4 separate regions of the Mus musculus genome follow, and all the other regions are linked to region 1. A link is a contact called in public Hi-C and HiChIP or PLAC-seq data. All regions are on one chromosome and are shown on one strand. Each heading gives the region's core, a stretch centred on a gene start, on an enhancer-like site or on the middle of the called end of the contact. The rest is flanking DNA. Distances are from core to core; before and after follow the strand shown.

The links. A called contact is a pair of places that touch in the nucleus more often than the background predicts. HiChIP or PLAC-seq counts read pairs in DNA pulled down with a chosen protein or histone mark.
Region 2: a contact with region 1 is called in a FOXA1 HiChIP or PLAC-seq map of pancreatic cancer cells. The contact joins the promoter of Hmga1b here to the promoter of Ogfod3 in region 1. A contact is called at or near these places in 6 of 39 promoter capture datasets (3T3-L1-derived adipocytes, embryonic stem cells, hippocampal neurons and 2 more) and 1 of 115 datasets of contacts at active chromatin or transcription factors (pancreatic cancer cells).
Region 3: an H3K27ac HiChIP or PLAC-seq map of embryonic stem cells shows a contact between it and region 1, with 2.2 times the contacts expected there. The contact joins the enhancer-like site here to the promoter of Ogfod3 in region 1. A contact is called at or near these places in 1 of 484 Hi-C or Micro-C datasets (embryonic stem cells), 6 of 115 datasets of contacts at active chromatin or transcription factors (bone marrow-derived macrophages, embryonic stem cells, extraembryonic endoderm stem cells and 1 more) and 2 of 9 other capture datasets (adipose tissue and liver).
Region 4: a contact with region 1 is called in a Hi-C map of nephron progenitors, with 4 times the contacts expected there. The contact joins the enhancer-like site here to the promoter of Ogfod3 in region 1. A contact is called at or near these places in 7 of 39 promoter capture datasets (the 3T3-L1 cell line, 3T3-L1-derived adipocytes, embryonic stem cells and 3 more), 33 of 484 Hi-C or Micro-C datasets (the AML12 cell line, B cells, the C2C12 cell line and 18 more), 4 of 115 datasets of contacts at active chromatin or transcription factors (embryonic stem cells, epiblast stem cells and kidney) and 1 of 9 other capture datasets (embryonic stem cells).

The regions. Positions count from the first base shown.
Region 1 is chr11:121,202,888-121,206,553 of GRCm38.p6, forward strand. Ogfod3 (2-oxoglutarate and iron-dependent oxygenase domain containing 3) reads right to left here and starts at 1,761. Exons shown (of 9, transcript NM_025402.2): 1 at 1,602-1,761; 2 at 4-221. The coding sequence starts at 1,675. It also overlaps a transcript of Hexdc not described here.
Region 2 is chr11:120,760,965-120,764,630 of GRCm38.p6, forward strand. It overlaps Hmga1b (high mobility group AT-hook 1B), which reads left to right and starts at 1,830. Exons shown (of 2, transcript NM_001166477.1): 1 at 1,830-2,026; 2 at 2,060-3,428. The coding sequence starts at 1,925. The coding sequence ends at 2,248.
Region 3 is chr11:120,849,278-120,852,943 of GRCm38.p6, forward strand. All of the region lies in intron 18 of Ccdc57 (coiled-coil domain containing 57), which reads right to left. Among named protein-coding and RNA genes, the nearest start is that of Fasn, 27 kb to the left of the region's middle. Within about 2 kb of position 1,579, at least 126 of the 459 cell types and tissues checked have an H3K27ac peak or open chromatin away from gene starts, as enhancers often do. A contact at or near this core is called in adipose tissue, bone marrow-derived macrophages, embryonic stem cells and 3 more, where this site is marked.
Region 4 is chr11:120,900,781-120,904,446 of GRCm38.p6, forward strand. It overlaps Ccdc57 (coiled-coil domain containing 57), which reads right to left. Exons shown (of 19, transcript NM_027745.1): 4 at 3,204-3,305; 5 at 2,743-2,900; 6 at 2,536-2,610; 7 at 1,095-1,295. Among named protein-coding and RNA genes, the nearest start is that of A430102A20Rik, 30 kb to the right of the region's middle. Within about 2 kb of position 1,866, at least 65 of the 459 cell types and tissues checked have an H3K27ac peak or open chromatin away from gene starts, as enhancers often do. A contact at or near this core is called in the AML12 cell line, the G1E-ER4 cell line, liver and 1 more, where this site is marked.

The sequences.
Region 1 (3,666 bases), core at 511-3,010:
TACCTTCAAACCTTCGGTGACCATCGTAGTCCTCAGAGCAGGGAACCTCAATGAACCTGCCTTCTAGGACCTCACCACGACGGGCCACAACCTCAGCAACATCATCATCGATCCCCACACTACTCCAGAGCAGACATGTGACCAGAGCAAGGCCGACCCCAAAGGCCACAATCCTTAGCCATGTCCTCTGTGCCTCCCGAGGCAGCCGGTCCTTCTTGGTACTAAAGAAAGAGACGATAACCAGCCACTGGATGCAGCCATCATACTAAGCATGCCAATCAAACTCACAAGATGTTCACACTGGATGCCACCAGGCTTGGGCTGTGTCTACACTGATCTCTGATCAAGATGGATGCATCCCATCAATCCTGAGATATGGGAAGTACTTGTAAGCTAATTATGAGGCAGCTGGTGGGAAGTAGGGCATCTACTTCCATCCACAACTCAAGCTTATCAGGATGCCCACCATCACCACCCCTCAGAAGAGCTTCCCAGGCAGTATATGGACCTGTCTTCTCTGACCAGACAGGGCTGAATATGTGCTTCAATGGGCAAAAAAATTGTGGGCTGACCATAGGTAATTTCTGTCCAGCCCACAGAGCACCTATTTGGAGGATTGTCAGGGCATGTGAGTCTCTGATCACTCATGCATCCATATATGACTGCCCCATCCCAAGCCTGTGTTTCTACACGAACACATGTGTACGTAAACCAGCGTACATGAAGCATATCTACTTAACTCAAATCATAAACCTGGAGCCAGAAAGAGCACAGAAGAATGTCAGAAATGATATGTGTAAGTTTCCTCTACGACCCAGGTCTGTGTGGTCCGGTCCCTGATGAAGCTGTGTCTGTGTCTCTACACTTCTGTGTGTATAACTAGAGTGGCTGAGCTCTGCTGTCCAGGAAAGGTCTCAAAATACATGCAGAATTGTCAGAGTTAGGTCCCTGTCCCTAAGGACTCCGTTTCTTAGTTACCATTTCAGGTGTGGGTTTGACAGAGGCTCACAAGGCCAGTTTTGGATAGGTGAGGTGTGAAAGGCTGGGATGAGGTAACCAGCAGAGATGTGAGGAGACAGACCATGTAGTGGGTGGGGAGTCCTAAAGGCTCAAAAAGGGTCCCTAGCGAGAGAAACCTGTTCACGTGACTGAATGCAGCTCGACTCCAAGAAGAGGTTTCCTGTGGGCAGGGCCTCTGTGCAGAGCTTGGAGGTGGGCAGCCACGTGGACATTTTCACTATAGAAAGGATGCCGCAGGATACACTAACCAAGTCACGCCCCAACACATCAATCACGCCCACACTACCACGCCCTCTCTCTAAATTAAGCCTGCTCAAGTCTCAGTAGGGCTGGTCCCACCTGTCACCTCTAGCCAGGGACCAACCCAGACACGAGTCAGACCCCGCCTTGTCATGAGCACGTCCCACCCCTGTTAGGTCCCACCCCTGGGATGGCCACGCCTCACTCTGCCAAGGACACAGCAATCAAGACCACGCTCTGCCTCCCTCCGACCCCGCCCTCGGAGTGGCCACGCCCACACACACCAGTCAGGCTCCGCCCGCTGTGGCGCGCGGCCTCCCGGTCCCTAAGGATCCCGCTACCTGGTCGCGCGCCGGCGCTCTGCAGCACTACTTCCCTCGGGAATTCTGGGTGGTCCCCTCCGCTGAGGCGCCATCGGGCCCAGCCGTCGCAGAGCCAGCTACGACACGAGAGCCACCAAACTCGGGGCAATAGCTGCGACAGCGAAAGCGAGGCGGGAACGGGGTCGGGACGCGGGAGCGACGCGCTCGGTCTTCGTCCGGCTCACGGCCAGACGAGAGCAATCGGAGGCCGAGCGGTGGCGGGGGTGGGGTGGGGTGGGGGGAGGCGGAGCCTTCTCGGCCCTTGGCACTGCAACCCTGAGGCACCTGCGGAATTCTGTCTTCTCCTGTAGCTGGGCTGCGGCGGCGACGCGGGTGAGTCAAGCCCACAGCCACCGATTGTGCTGGGCCCGGATGACCTGTCTCCTACGGCCGCCGCCCTCTCCTTTCCCCGGCCCCGAGAGCTGCATTGAGAAGCCTGTCAGGGACTTTGAACTGCCTGAGAGTGGCAGGTCGGGCAGGGTTGGGGATTGAGGGCGAGCGTAGGGGGGGTGTGGTTCCTAAGGCTAGGACTTTTGAGTCCTTGCACAGGACGAGCAGGTGAAATCATGCAACTGGATGCACAACTCTGTAATTCTTTTTAATAATCGCTTGTGATTTTACAGAAGGTAGGAAAACTGTTTCTAATATCTTGACTGCTTCAGTGTCCTCCAGAAATGAACTGTAATGGAAACTATAGTCAGTTCTGATATATGTAGAGTTTATTCCCTTTTCAGGTTATTGTTGTTGTTATTTGCAGTAGCCAGGGTGGATCGCAGGGTTCCTGGCATAATGAGCAGCCGGTGCTGTATCACGGAGCTAGTCACCATCTCTCCAAATTACCACTGCCTTAATTGTTTTTCAGTACGAGGAATTGAACCTAAGGCCTTCTGCATGCTAGACAAGTGTTGTACCACTAAGCAATCCAGTCCTTATTTTACTTATTAGTCTGGAGACAGGGTCTTATTAAGTTGCAAAGTCTAGCCTTGACCTTCCTTTATAGCCCAGGCAAGTCTTAAACTTTAATCCTCCTTCCTCAGGAGGGGGTGGGGTGGTGTACTGGCTAGCTTTGTGTCAACTTGACACAGCTGGAGTTATCACAGAGAAAGGAGCTTCAGTTGAGGAAATGCCTCCATGAGATCCAACTGTAAGGCATTTTCTCAATTAGTGATCAAGGGGGAAAGGCCCCTTGTGGGTGGGACCATCTCAGGGCTGGTAGTCTTAGTTCTATAAGAGAGCAGGCTGAGCAAGCCAGGTGAGGCAAGCCAATGAAGAACATCCCTCCATGGCCTCTGCATCAGCTCCTGCTTCCTGACCTGCTTGAGTTCCAGTCCTGACTTCCTTTGGTGATGAACAGCAGTATGGAAGTGTAAGCCGAATAAACCCTTTCCTCCCCAACTTGCTTCTTGGTCATGATGTTTGTGCAGGAATAGAAACCCTGACTAAGACAAATTGGTACCAGGAGTGGGGTATTCCTGTGACAACCTGACCATGTTCTGGGGAGGACTGTGGAAGGACTTTGGAACTTTGGGCTTGAAGATCCATTCGTTGTTAAGAGCTCTGTCAGATGTTGTGTAGGAGCTTGGAAGATAATGTTGAGAACAGTGCAGAAGATGGAGGTTTGGTTTGTGAAATTTCAGAGGGAAAATTAAAGACTCTTTTCAGGGCCATTGCTGTTTTGATTGTGAAGATTCTGTAGTTCTGGTTAGCTGGGGCTGAAGAATCAGCTGTGATTAACAAGATACCAGAACTACTAAAGCAAAAACTTTGCATTACTGGGACTATTGATGCTGGTTAGCTGGAGCTAAGAAATTAGCGGTGATTAAGAAGAGACCAGCATCATTGAGGTGACATCTTCTGGGAGGTGTTTTCTGAGAGCACAGTGGCTGTGTTCCAGATATAGCCAAAGTTGTACCTTGTGCTGTGGCTGGACTTGGTAATGTGTAAGAGTCACCCAGGTGGTACTGGTTTTGAAGGCATGAAGGAGTTGAGCAGAACAGCTGAGGATTGGCACTGTGAGAGGCCATGGAAGGCCATTGGTGAAAGT
Region 2 (3,666 bases), core at 580-3,079, 440 kb before region 1:
GTTTGGACAAACAACCAATGTGTACATATGCAGTAAAGTTTTTTGCAAAGACACTGCCTGGCCCGGGCATGATAATGAGGTTCTGTAAGGTACTGAGAGTATAACCAATCAGATGTGAGACATGCAAATGAGGTATGATAATGAGGCTCTGTGAGGTACTGAGAGAGAGTAGCCAATCAGATGAGGAACATGCAAATGAGGCGTAGTGCATAACCAATCCAGGTGTGAGACACGCCTCTCCTAGGCCTATAAAAGCAGCACCAGTTCTGGGCTCGGGGTCTTTTCACCTCTGCAATCAAGCTCTCCCAATAAACGTGTGCAGGATCCTGTTGCAGCGTCATTCTTGCTGGTCGAGTCCGGCGCACGCAAGATAGGTAGAAGCCAGAAGTAGTGAATAAGAGTAGTTTTAGCCCTTGCCGTGAGTAGTAGTAGAGTAGTGAGTAGTTTAGCCCTTCCCCTAAGAAGAAGCTGCTGGGGAAGAGAGCTGTAAAAGAAAGAGCCTGAAGTAAAGATGTTGCTGCATGAACCCGACTTGGTGCCTGTGTCGTTCTTGTCACCACCGGCTCGGAGTGGAGATGACGACAGTAGGTAGGTAACTCAGCTGACTTTTGCGTCTTCTGGGCTCTGATCTGCAGTCTTTCTTCTTTGCTGCTTGGTTTGTCTGAGAGAGACTCTCAGCTTTTGTTGCTTACCCTGACAGCAAGGGATCTTGTGAAATTGGTCAGTTTCAGGAACTTCCTGAAACTATATGAGTTGTTTGCATCCCTACTTAAGGAACTTCCATGCAGGATGGGGTGTTTTAATTTCAAAGGAAACTGTTATACAACAGTCCTCACATAATGTTGTAGTTAGGGCTCAGCACATGACTCTGGATAGAGAAGTCTTCAGACAACATAGGTGACAGGAGATAGAGCAGGAGCTGTGGAGGGTGAAGACATCTTAGGAGAAATGCGCTCCTAAGGGCGAAGCTAGCAGATGACTGTCTTCCCAAGACGTTGGAGCTTGATGCTCCCTTCCTGGTAAACCACTTCCTCCTGCCTGGTGGCCAACTGGCATCCCTGAAAGGCCACCATTTCCCAGGAGTTCCGATGGCCACCAGACAGCAGGTTGGTCACAATCCACAGCTTTTGTCATAGAAGGGGAAGGGCTTTGATCTTACTGGATAGATCAGGCCAGACACCAGTATTCAGTGCCACCTGGAGGTTGGCTATAGGACTTGGTGGTTTGCTCAGACTGGGATCAAGGACACAGTGAGCAGGCATGATCTGTCCCTGTTAGCTATGAGGAAACTGCCAGGCAGCAGCAAATGATTGGGCTCCGGGCCCCCACTGTGTATGCTGTCCCCTGAGCCACAGGAAGGTCCCAGAGCACCCTTCTGACCAGTGCGGAGGAATGCTCAGGGGAAGGGTACTGCTGTCCCTGCACTATAGAGCACTGGAAGTACAGCTGCCTCCTTTCAGCGACTCACACGGTCTCAGTGCAGAGCCTGGACTGAGCAAGGGAAAGGCGGCAGTCTGAGCACACCTCCTCCCCAGGGCTGTCCATGAGGCATCTGAGCCTCCTGCCCGGCCCAGATGTCGTGTGACCTGCTATGACTCACTGGATCGTGAGTACTTGTTCCATGAACCCTGACACACAAGACAAGAGACCCTCAGCACACCTCAAACAATCGCCAGACACGGGTTGAGGTGCACAATATTCTCTGATTACTCCTAACTGGCTCCAAAGAACCAGGTCTCTGCTCAGAGAAGAGGAGATGCACAGAGGTACTCAGGGTTTGCAACTGGGGCAGGAAACCCCAGAATCCATGCTTAGATTTACAAGAGTCGCCTCTAATTGGGACTCCGAGTCGGGGCTATTTCTGGTGTTGGCGCGGCTCCAAGAAGGCACTCACTGTGTGCTGCCCCACACATAGAGAAGGAGAATGAGCGAGTCGGGCTCAAAGTCCAGCCAGCCCCTGGCCTCCAAGCAGGAAAAGGATGGGACTGAGAAGCGAGGCCGGGGCAGGCCACGCAAGCAGCCTCCGGTGAGTCCTGGGACGGCGCTGGTCGGGAGTCAGAAAGAGCCCAGTGAAGTGCCAACTCCGAAGAGACCTCGGGGCCGACCAAAGGGAAGCAAGAATAAGGGCGCCGCCAAGACCCGGAAAGTCACCACAGCTCCAGGGAGGAAACCAAGGGGCAGACCCAAGAAACTGGAGAAGGAGGAAGAGGAGGGCATCTCCCAGGAGTCCTCTGAGGAGGAGCAGTGATCACCACTCGCAGTGCCGCCTGCTCCATAGCCACTGAGGAGCAGCTGTCCCCTGGGACTGGAAGCCCTGCTCCCAGGCCCCTCCCCGCCCCCACTGCACACTACCGCACCAGGCACCAGCTGCAGGCTCTGCTCCGCAGCACCCAAGGGAGCAGGATTCGGCTCAGTCCCTGTGCCCTCCTCCCGAACACACCTGCCCCATCCTGACAAGGCTAACTTCCCATTTAGCCGCAGCCCGGCCTGCTGCGCACCTCCCTCAGAGCCGTGGCTCTCTGGGCGCTTTGTTTTGCGGGTCCCTTCTGCCCTGCTGTTCCTGGCTTCCCCGTAGAGGGTCCTGGGAGCATTCCCTGGCCTTAAGGGGCCCCGGCCCCATCTCACTCTGACAAGGCCCAGTGGCTGACCTAGCAGCAGCAGTGTGGTCAGGGCAGGGGATGCTTAGATCCCAGCATGTCCCCACCAAAGTATCACCGGGTGGGTTTCTCAGCCCCTCCTGCCCCACCCTACAGAGATCATGCACTGGGTTGGCTGAGCCCCTTGACAACAGGAAGTAGGATGATGTTGGCTCCACCCACTTTAATGTTCTCACCTGAGACTAGACAGATGGGGTTACCGCCCATCTCCAGAGTAAGGGCCTGTTCTCGCCTCCACCAAAGGCAAACGGGCACCAACACGCCTCCCCCAGTCCACTCTAGGCTGTTCCTTCCTCCCGCAGGGCACTAAGGAGCTAGCCTTGCCGCCCCCTCCTTTTCGCTCCTCCCTGCCCCCCATGGTTCTGGTTCCATCTTCTCCTCTGTTCACAAACTACCTCTGGACGGTTGTGTTGTTTTTTTTTTGTTCCATGTTCATTCTTAGATACCCACTATTGCTGCTGCTACCAGCGTCAGATGTTCATCCTCCTGAATTTGCCTGTATTCTCTCCCCCACACAATACACTCGAGGGGAAGGGGGGCTGGGGCGCAGCAGACTGGTTACCTACCCCACACTAAGGAAGATGGGGCCCCACCCCGTGGATGCTGCAGCAGAGTGAGGATGGGGGCCCACTTTGATGGGAAAAGGGTGTAGGGCCACCTCCCCTTGTTCTGTGGGGGAGGGGTGGCCAGTATTTGTCCCAGCCTGGGGCTTCCTCCCTGGTTTCTTATTTGCAGTTACTTGAATAAAAAACAAATAGCCTTTTCTGGACAGTCAAAAAAAAAAAAAAAAAAAAAAAAGATTTACAAGAGTCCTGCCTCAAAGTAAAGACGGTGCCTCAGTGTCTCTGCCAAAGGCGGAGTTCCTGGCTGGTACGGGGCAGCAGGTGAGGGGCACCTGGGAGGAACAGATTGAGGGGAACAGCCAGGGGACTCTCTAGACACACTGCAGGCATGGTGGGTTCTTGGGTCCCTGGGCATTGGAATCCAGTGTGCCTGCTCCAGCTAGATC
Region 3 (3,666 bases), core at 329-2,828, 350 kb before region 1:
CCCAAGTGCTCGGATTAAAGGCGTGTGCCACCACGCCCGGCTTTAAAACACGATTTTTAATGATGGTTTTAAAATGTTTTAACCTCCCTTTAGCCCACCATCCACCAGAGGTAGTGGAAAAGAAAGGATACAGGGAAAGTGGACCTGTTTAGAAATGATTCTCTGGATTAAGTCCTGTCTGTGTTGTCTGGAAATTGGCAGTTCACTTTATAGGTTAGCAGAGGCAGCTCCATCCATTGAGAAACACCAGTTACAAACAGAAATATCAGGGTAGTAGCAGCAGTGTCACGGCCTAATAGGAACAGACAGGCATCAGCCTTAGCTCAAGTCAGCAGGAGGGACCTGGAGGAATACCAGGAGGAGTTCTCAGGGTTAGGCTGTGACTCTCTCAGGGAAGCGAAGACCAACGAAGACATGAGACCCACAGGCAGTACACAGCTAGTTCTATAAGCAAGCCAAGCTCAGCCTTGGTCATTGTCCGTTGAGTCCTATTTATACTGTCTAAACATGTGTCTTCTACAGGTCTTGTCTCAGCATGTGGGTCTGTCACAGCTGACATCACTCTGTCAATCACCCCAAGTCCACTCAAGGGACAAGAAACTGTGGCACACCACCAGAAGTTTTTTTGTTTTTGTTTTTTGCTGTATTTCTTTCTATTGAGTCCCGATAAATACAGCTCAACTACACAATATAAGACAGACCAATACATGTGTGTCCTTAATAAAAAAAATCTTTCACCACACGTCCTTTCATGTGCTTGCTTTAACAAAACACCTTTTTATCTATGCCTGCTTCAGCCAAACATTCCTTAGTCTTTCACCTGTGTCCACTTCAGCTAAACGTTCCTTCATGTGTGTCCCAACAAAACACCATCCAATTGACAAGTTTCTGCTTCAGAAATCTACCTGTGTCCCGAGTGCTGGGATTACAGCACCTTCATCTTTTGATACATGGTTACTCTATTGTGTCTGGCCTTGAACCATAGACAGCTCTACCCACCCTGCATCCCTAGTGCTGAGATTGAAGGCATGCACCATCATAGCGGGCTGTTTCCTAATGTTAAGGTCTCTCACAGAATCTGGAACATGCTGTCTCAGCTAAACTTGCCAGCATCCCCCAAATCCACCATGACAGGTGCATGTTGCCACACTCGGCCTATGTGGGTGCTGGGATCTGAACTCCAGTCCTTAGCCTTGAGCTGCAAGCACTTTTACCCACAAAGGTATGTCCTCCAGTCCTTACAAGAATTGTTTTGTAGCCAGGGAGTGGCAGTGCATGCCTTTGATCCCAGCACTAGGAAGGCAGAGGTAAGTGGATTTGAGTTCCAGGCCAGCCTGGTCTACAGAGTGAGTTCCAGGACAGATAGTCAGGGTTACACAGGGAAACCCTGTTTCAATCAACAAACAGTTTGGTTTTTGTTCTCAAAGTGAACATTTTGAAGAAAAAAAAAATCATTTTCTAGCTTCCCTAGAAACAGAAGCTCATTAGATCTACAGAGCCAGGGAGGAGCCAGAGTAGGTGTGTCCAGGCCTAGCCCATTAGCCACTTCCTGCCTGTCCTCCCACCCCTCCCCTGTACGAGTGTTCTCCTGGTGAGGCCTGAGGTAAAGGGCTGGCCATTCAAGCTGAGTCTAGGACAGGGAGGCTCTACTGTCAGGCCATCAGACAAGGGTGAGCTGTTCTTTTTCCTTTTTCCTCTGGATCTCCAGATTAGAGAAGCCTGGTAGTACACAGTGTGGTCACTGTTACAGTCAGAATCTCCACAGCGGGTGGGCTATGTAAGCAGGACTTAAGAAATGACCCAGGCTGGTCTGTAATTCATGATGCTCCTCTTTTCTCTGCCTACCACGAGCTGGAATTAGAGTCTTGTGCCATAAGGATGCACTAAAAACAGCCCACAACACTAAAAAACCAACCAAACAAAAAACCTAACTCAAACATTGCACTGTACTGTGTAGCCTTCAGTTTGGTGCAAGAAGTTGACAAAAGTTTGGAGCCTAGTACTGAGCAGGGAGGGGCTGGGCTAGTTCCAACCAGTAGCCACATTCCTTAGGAGTTTCCACGCCCATGACCCTTTGTCCCATGGACAACTTTAGCCCTCCTCCTAAACCCTTTTTTCACCCAGCTGGCCATGATCTGGCCTGGTTTCTACTTGAAAATGGGATCACTGTACCTGGGACTTCATCTTGTATACTTCAAACCAAGAGCTGACCTAGCACTGAAGGGTACCTTCCAGATACTGGCTGCTCAGGACAGTCCCACCTAGAACCCCATCCCTGATCCCTGTGGGCATGGACCTTCTGCCCTGCCTCTGGTCTCCCAGGACCTGTCCCTTTCCTAGTACTCCTTTATCCTCCCCAGTGAGCCTGTTACCCTAAGTCCTCAGTTTCAATTGTCCTCTGTGAAAAGGTCACAAGTTCACATTAAAGCCAACCAGGAACTGTCTACAGCTTCAAAACTGCAGGTTAATGGGCTAGGTGTGGTGGCACACACTTTTTAATCTCAGCACTCTGCAGGCAGAGGCAGGGGGATTTTAGTCAATTCCAGCCTAGACTACACAAAGCGTGGTTCCAGGAAGGTCGGTGCTATTCAGTCACACCCTGCCACACAAAAACAAACATCAACAAAGCAGCCAGGTGAACAACAGCAACAAAACTAGTGACTGAGAATTAAGGTGCTGAGGCAGGAGGATCAAAAGCTCAAAGTCATTTTAAGCTACATAGAGTTTGAAACGAGACAGAGCTACAGGAAACCCTGTTTCAAAAAGCAAAGCAAAGCAAAACAAAACAAAAACCCCATCCTCCTCCCAAAAAAACCAACCTGTAAATTAAGACCAACAATGAAGTATCATTGTCATTTATCAGACTGGGGAAAGGTCTGGGCACTGGAGCAGAGAGCTGCTTGCCGGCAGGCAGCTGCTGGCACAGGGCCGGATTTTTTTTAGAACAGTTTGGTAACACTTCAAACTACCTACACCTTTGACCCAGCTATTTCCCTTCTAGATAATTGTCCAACCATGGCTCCCACAAGGATAGGGACACACATTGCAGCACCACATCTAATATGGACGATGACACACATGAGACCCTGAGACAAGATGAGCATGGTCACGCTGTGGATGACCCCAAAGATCTACCAGCCCACACATACTCTGAAAAGATCTTCAGATACAATAAAAAAGCAAGCTGCTTAGGGCTATTGGAAGGAAAGGGGCAAAAGTGTGTTTAAAGGCACGGTGCACCTGCCCCTGGCAGCTGGGTAGGTGGAAGGCAACTAACCAGGCAGTGGGCGGACTGGAGTCAGCTGTGGGGAGGTTGGTGTTCCAGCTGCCGCCTGCACAGGTTGTTTCCATCTGAGGGAGGCCAGAGGCAACCAGGCTGCCACGGGAGCCCCTTTCTTCCAGGGAGGCGGTCGGTTCTCTGATATATCTGGCCACTTGCATTCCTGGGACAGACAACAGGGAGGCGGGACAATGCTAATTCCTGGAAAAGACATTCAGGGGCACCTATAGCTGCACTCCAAGAAGGGAGATGAGGGCTGTCTGGAAACTGAGCTTTAGAGACAGTTGCTTCTGGATGAGGGGGTCTTCCCCTGGCTGGGACCTGTGAGCTTCAGAGATGTGTCTCCTCAGATGAACAAGGGGAAGAGCTGTTTAAGAGACGACTGG
Region 4 (3,666 bases), core at 616-3,115, 300 kb before region 1:
CTTAAGAACAGAGGAGAAACACCCATGTGTACAGAGCAGATAAAAGACTGTGGCCTGTTCACACTGGGATATCAGCCTTAAAGACACAAAGTTTGACTTAACAAGCCACTGCCCTCCATAGCTCAATACTAAAATAGTTAACTCTTGTTAGGCATGGTATTCTTGTGTGTATGCATGTGCAAGAGTGTGAAGGAGGACATGTGTGGTGTGGGTGCATTGCACAGGTCAGAGGTCAACCCTGGGTCGAGATCCTCAGTGGCCATCTGCCTTGAGATAAGGCTCTCCCTGGGACCTACGGCTCACTGACTATGCTGGGCTAGCTGGCAAAGAAGGCCTCCATGGCTTCTGGAGGTCCAGAGGTGTATATTTTGACACAGTCACAGTTTAAAAGAAAATGTCATCCTATGAATGTGGATGACCCTTGAGAACTTGAGTCTCTCTGTGACAGGCCAGACATATAAGGGCAAGTGCCAGAAGATTCCAATTTGTGTGTTGCTCCTAGAGTTAGCAAACTGACAGGCAGTGCCGACTGAAGGCTGCTGGGAGACTGGGGCAGGAGTGGCACCTGGATCCAAATGGGACGAGCACTGCAGACGGACAGATGAAACTGCATTTGCCGTATCCTGATGCCAGTGCTACATACCTATAACCCCAGCAGCACTTAGGAAGTTGAGGCAGGAAAAATAAGTCCAGGGGCGGGGGGGTGGGGGGGGGAGCTATAGTGACACATGCTTGCAGTCCCAACACTTGGGAGGTGGAGGCACACGGATTATAAATCCGAGGCTATCCAAGGTCATAGAACAAGTTCTGGGCCAGGTTTGCACAAATGAGGCTTTGTCTCAGAAAAACAAAAAGTGAAGGCAATAGGTTAACTTTGTTAAATACACTTATCACAAGTAAGCATAAATATAAAACTATATAATTAAAAAGAAAACATTACTAGAAATGGCAGCGGGGTCAGGGGGTCGGGGGTGGGCAGAAAGCCCCTACCCACTGCTTGCAAAATTCCATTCTAAAATGGCCCACATCTGCCTCTGCCTTGGACACAGGCACACGAGGCTGTTGGGCTGGGCCGGCCAGAGGCAGCAGCTCACTTGTCAGTAAGGGCGTTCTTCTCCTTGGCGTCCTCTGCTCTTGTGCACTCAGCCCTGCGCAGTTGTCCCTCCAGGGTTTCACAGAGGAACTGAAGCTCCAGCACCTTGGCGTCCAGCGTCTGCAGCTCCTCTGCATGGGCGCGCTTCACTGCCGCCAGCACTGTGTCTTTCTCCCTGGCTTGACGGTCAAGCTCTTCATGTCTGAAACACAGGGGAGGGTCCCGCGGTGGCTCACTCAGTGCCCTGGAACCTTCCAAAGTGTTTGCCATCCTTTTCTTACACTACAGCTGTCCCTGACAAGATGGCTGACTCTGCAGGAGTAACTTGTGGGCGCGCTAGCTCTTCCCATGTAAGCAGATCTTCTTAGGTGCCGGGCTCTCGGAGGCCCCCAAAGCTCACACAGATACCAAAGCAGATTCACAAAACACTCCTAACAACCTACGCTTGACCAGCCATGGAAAACAGATGCCACCTGCCTCTCAGATGGGCAGACTCCTGAGCACTCCCTTAGTGTATCAGTTTGTCCGTACTGCACAAATAGTGGCATGAGAAAACACAAGAGAAAATTTCTTCCCCTCCCAAGTGTAACTGGGCAGCCTGAGTGTGTGGTGTGTGGTAGCTACAGTTACTGTTCCCTTTAGAAGAGAGAGTAAATGCGTCTTGCTGAGTCCACACTGAGCTTCCAGCTGGCATCCCCGCCCCACTCCTCGTTGACCGACTCCTTACTGTCCCAGCACCTCCCGAACCCTGCAGTACTGGGGGGAGGAGCAATGCTTTAACTGCATGGCTGAAGCTCCGCCTTGAGGCAGCACACCACCACTTCCTGGGTGTCCCAGACCTGGCAACGTGAAGAGCCTGCTGCAGTCAGAGGGACAGAATCCAGAGTCTACATCAGCAATAGTAGGGGGACATCAGCATGGCAAAGCTTGAGGCGATCGTCTAAAACTTATACACTAGCTAGTAAGACAGCCAAGGTCTAAATGTTAACGCTTAATTTTTAAATACTTATTTACCTAGTATGGAGGCATATGTGTGGAGTCAGTTCTCTCCTTTTACCACATGGGTTCCAGGGATGGAACTCAGGTCACCAGCTATGGTGACAAGTGACTTTATCCACAAAGCCATCTCATTTACCCATAAAAGTTAAAATTTAACTAAGGTTATATTTTTAAAAGCCTGTTTTAGACACTGGAGACTAAATCCAGAGTTTTCAACATTCTTAGTTTGTGTTTTATCAATGACCTGAATTGGACTCTTGGTCCTTAAAAAGTTTAAGCTTGGAGACACCGGATGCCTAACCCTCTCTGAGGAAGGAGAGCATGGTGCCAGCCACAGCAGCGTCCCAGCTCAGGCTGCCCGCCCACCTGCCACAGGGCTCTTGTCTCCAGTAAGCAAGATCTAGACTCTTTTCCAGTGGCACCACCCAGGCAGAAATACGCACTTCCTCCTGAAAGTCTCCTCAGCTTTCTTCTTGGCCAGCTGTGCCGAGTAAAGCTTCTTCTCCAAGCCCTTTATCCTAAACAGAAACCGTATCAGTAAAGAGCAGTTACGTAAGAGATCAAAGAGTAGAACGGAAAGATGCCAGGAAGGCAACGCCACCAGATCTAGTCCTTACGGCCACAATGCCTGGAGAACAGAACCTACGCACCGAGCGTCCTTCACGGCCTCCAGATCCTGGAGTTCCCGGGCACGCTCCTGCAGCTTCCTCTCTAATTCCACGTGTTCTGCTTCTGCCTTCTGCAGACTCTCTGCTGCCCGTGCTCCAGCGTCTCTCAGAGCTTGCAGCTCTTTGTTTAGTAGTTTTATCTGAGAAAGATTGAAAAGTTCCAGGAGAGGAGATGGGTAAAAGGAACAGTGTGAAGCCTGGCGTGGTCCCAGCGCTCGGCAGGCACAGGCAGGCGGAGCTCTAAGTTCAAGGCCAGCCTGGTCTACAGAGTGAGTTCCAAGATAGACGGGACTACACAGAGAAACCCTGTCTCAACAAACAAACAAACAAACAGACAGACTGACTGACTGACTGACTGACTAACAAAGGAACAGCATGGTATTCTGCAGCACTGGGTAATTAAAGTTGCAATGGTGATTCGAAGCCCAGGGCCAGCCAGTTACCTTGAGCTCATGTGTCAGGACTACGTTGCTCATGTCGTCAGCCCTCAGCTGGAACTCATGCTCTCTTCTCTGCATTTTAGATTCAAACTCCAGCAGCAGCTCCTGGGACAAAAGAGCCAGGAGTGAAGGAGAGTGGCTGCCGCCAAGGCCTCAGCTTAGGTGTGAGACTGACACACAGTGTGAATCACGGTTTTATACTACAAACAAAGTTTTCTGTTCTACAGATAAACTGCTTACCTCTATTTCCCTACCACCACTCTTCAATATCTGTACATCTATACACGCTTTTAATCCCAGCACTCAGGAGGCAGAGGCAAGCGGATTTCTGAGTTTGAGGCCAGCCTGGTCTACAGAGTGAGTTCTAGGACAGCCAAGGCTACACAGAGAAACCCTGTCTCGAAAAACAAACAAAACCAACCAACCAACCAACGACAGAACAACAAAAATTCTCAGGTAAAATGGG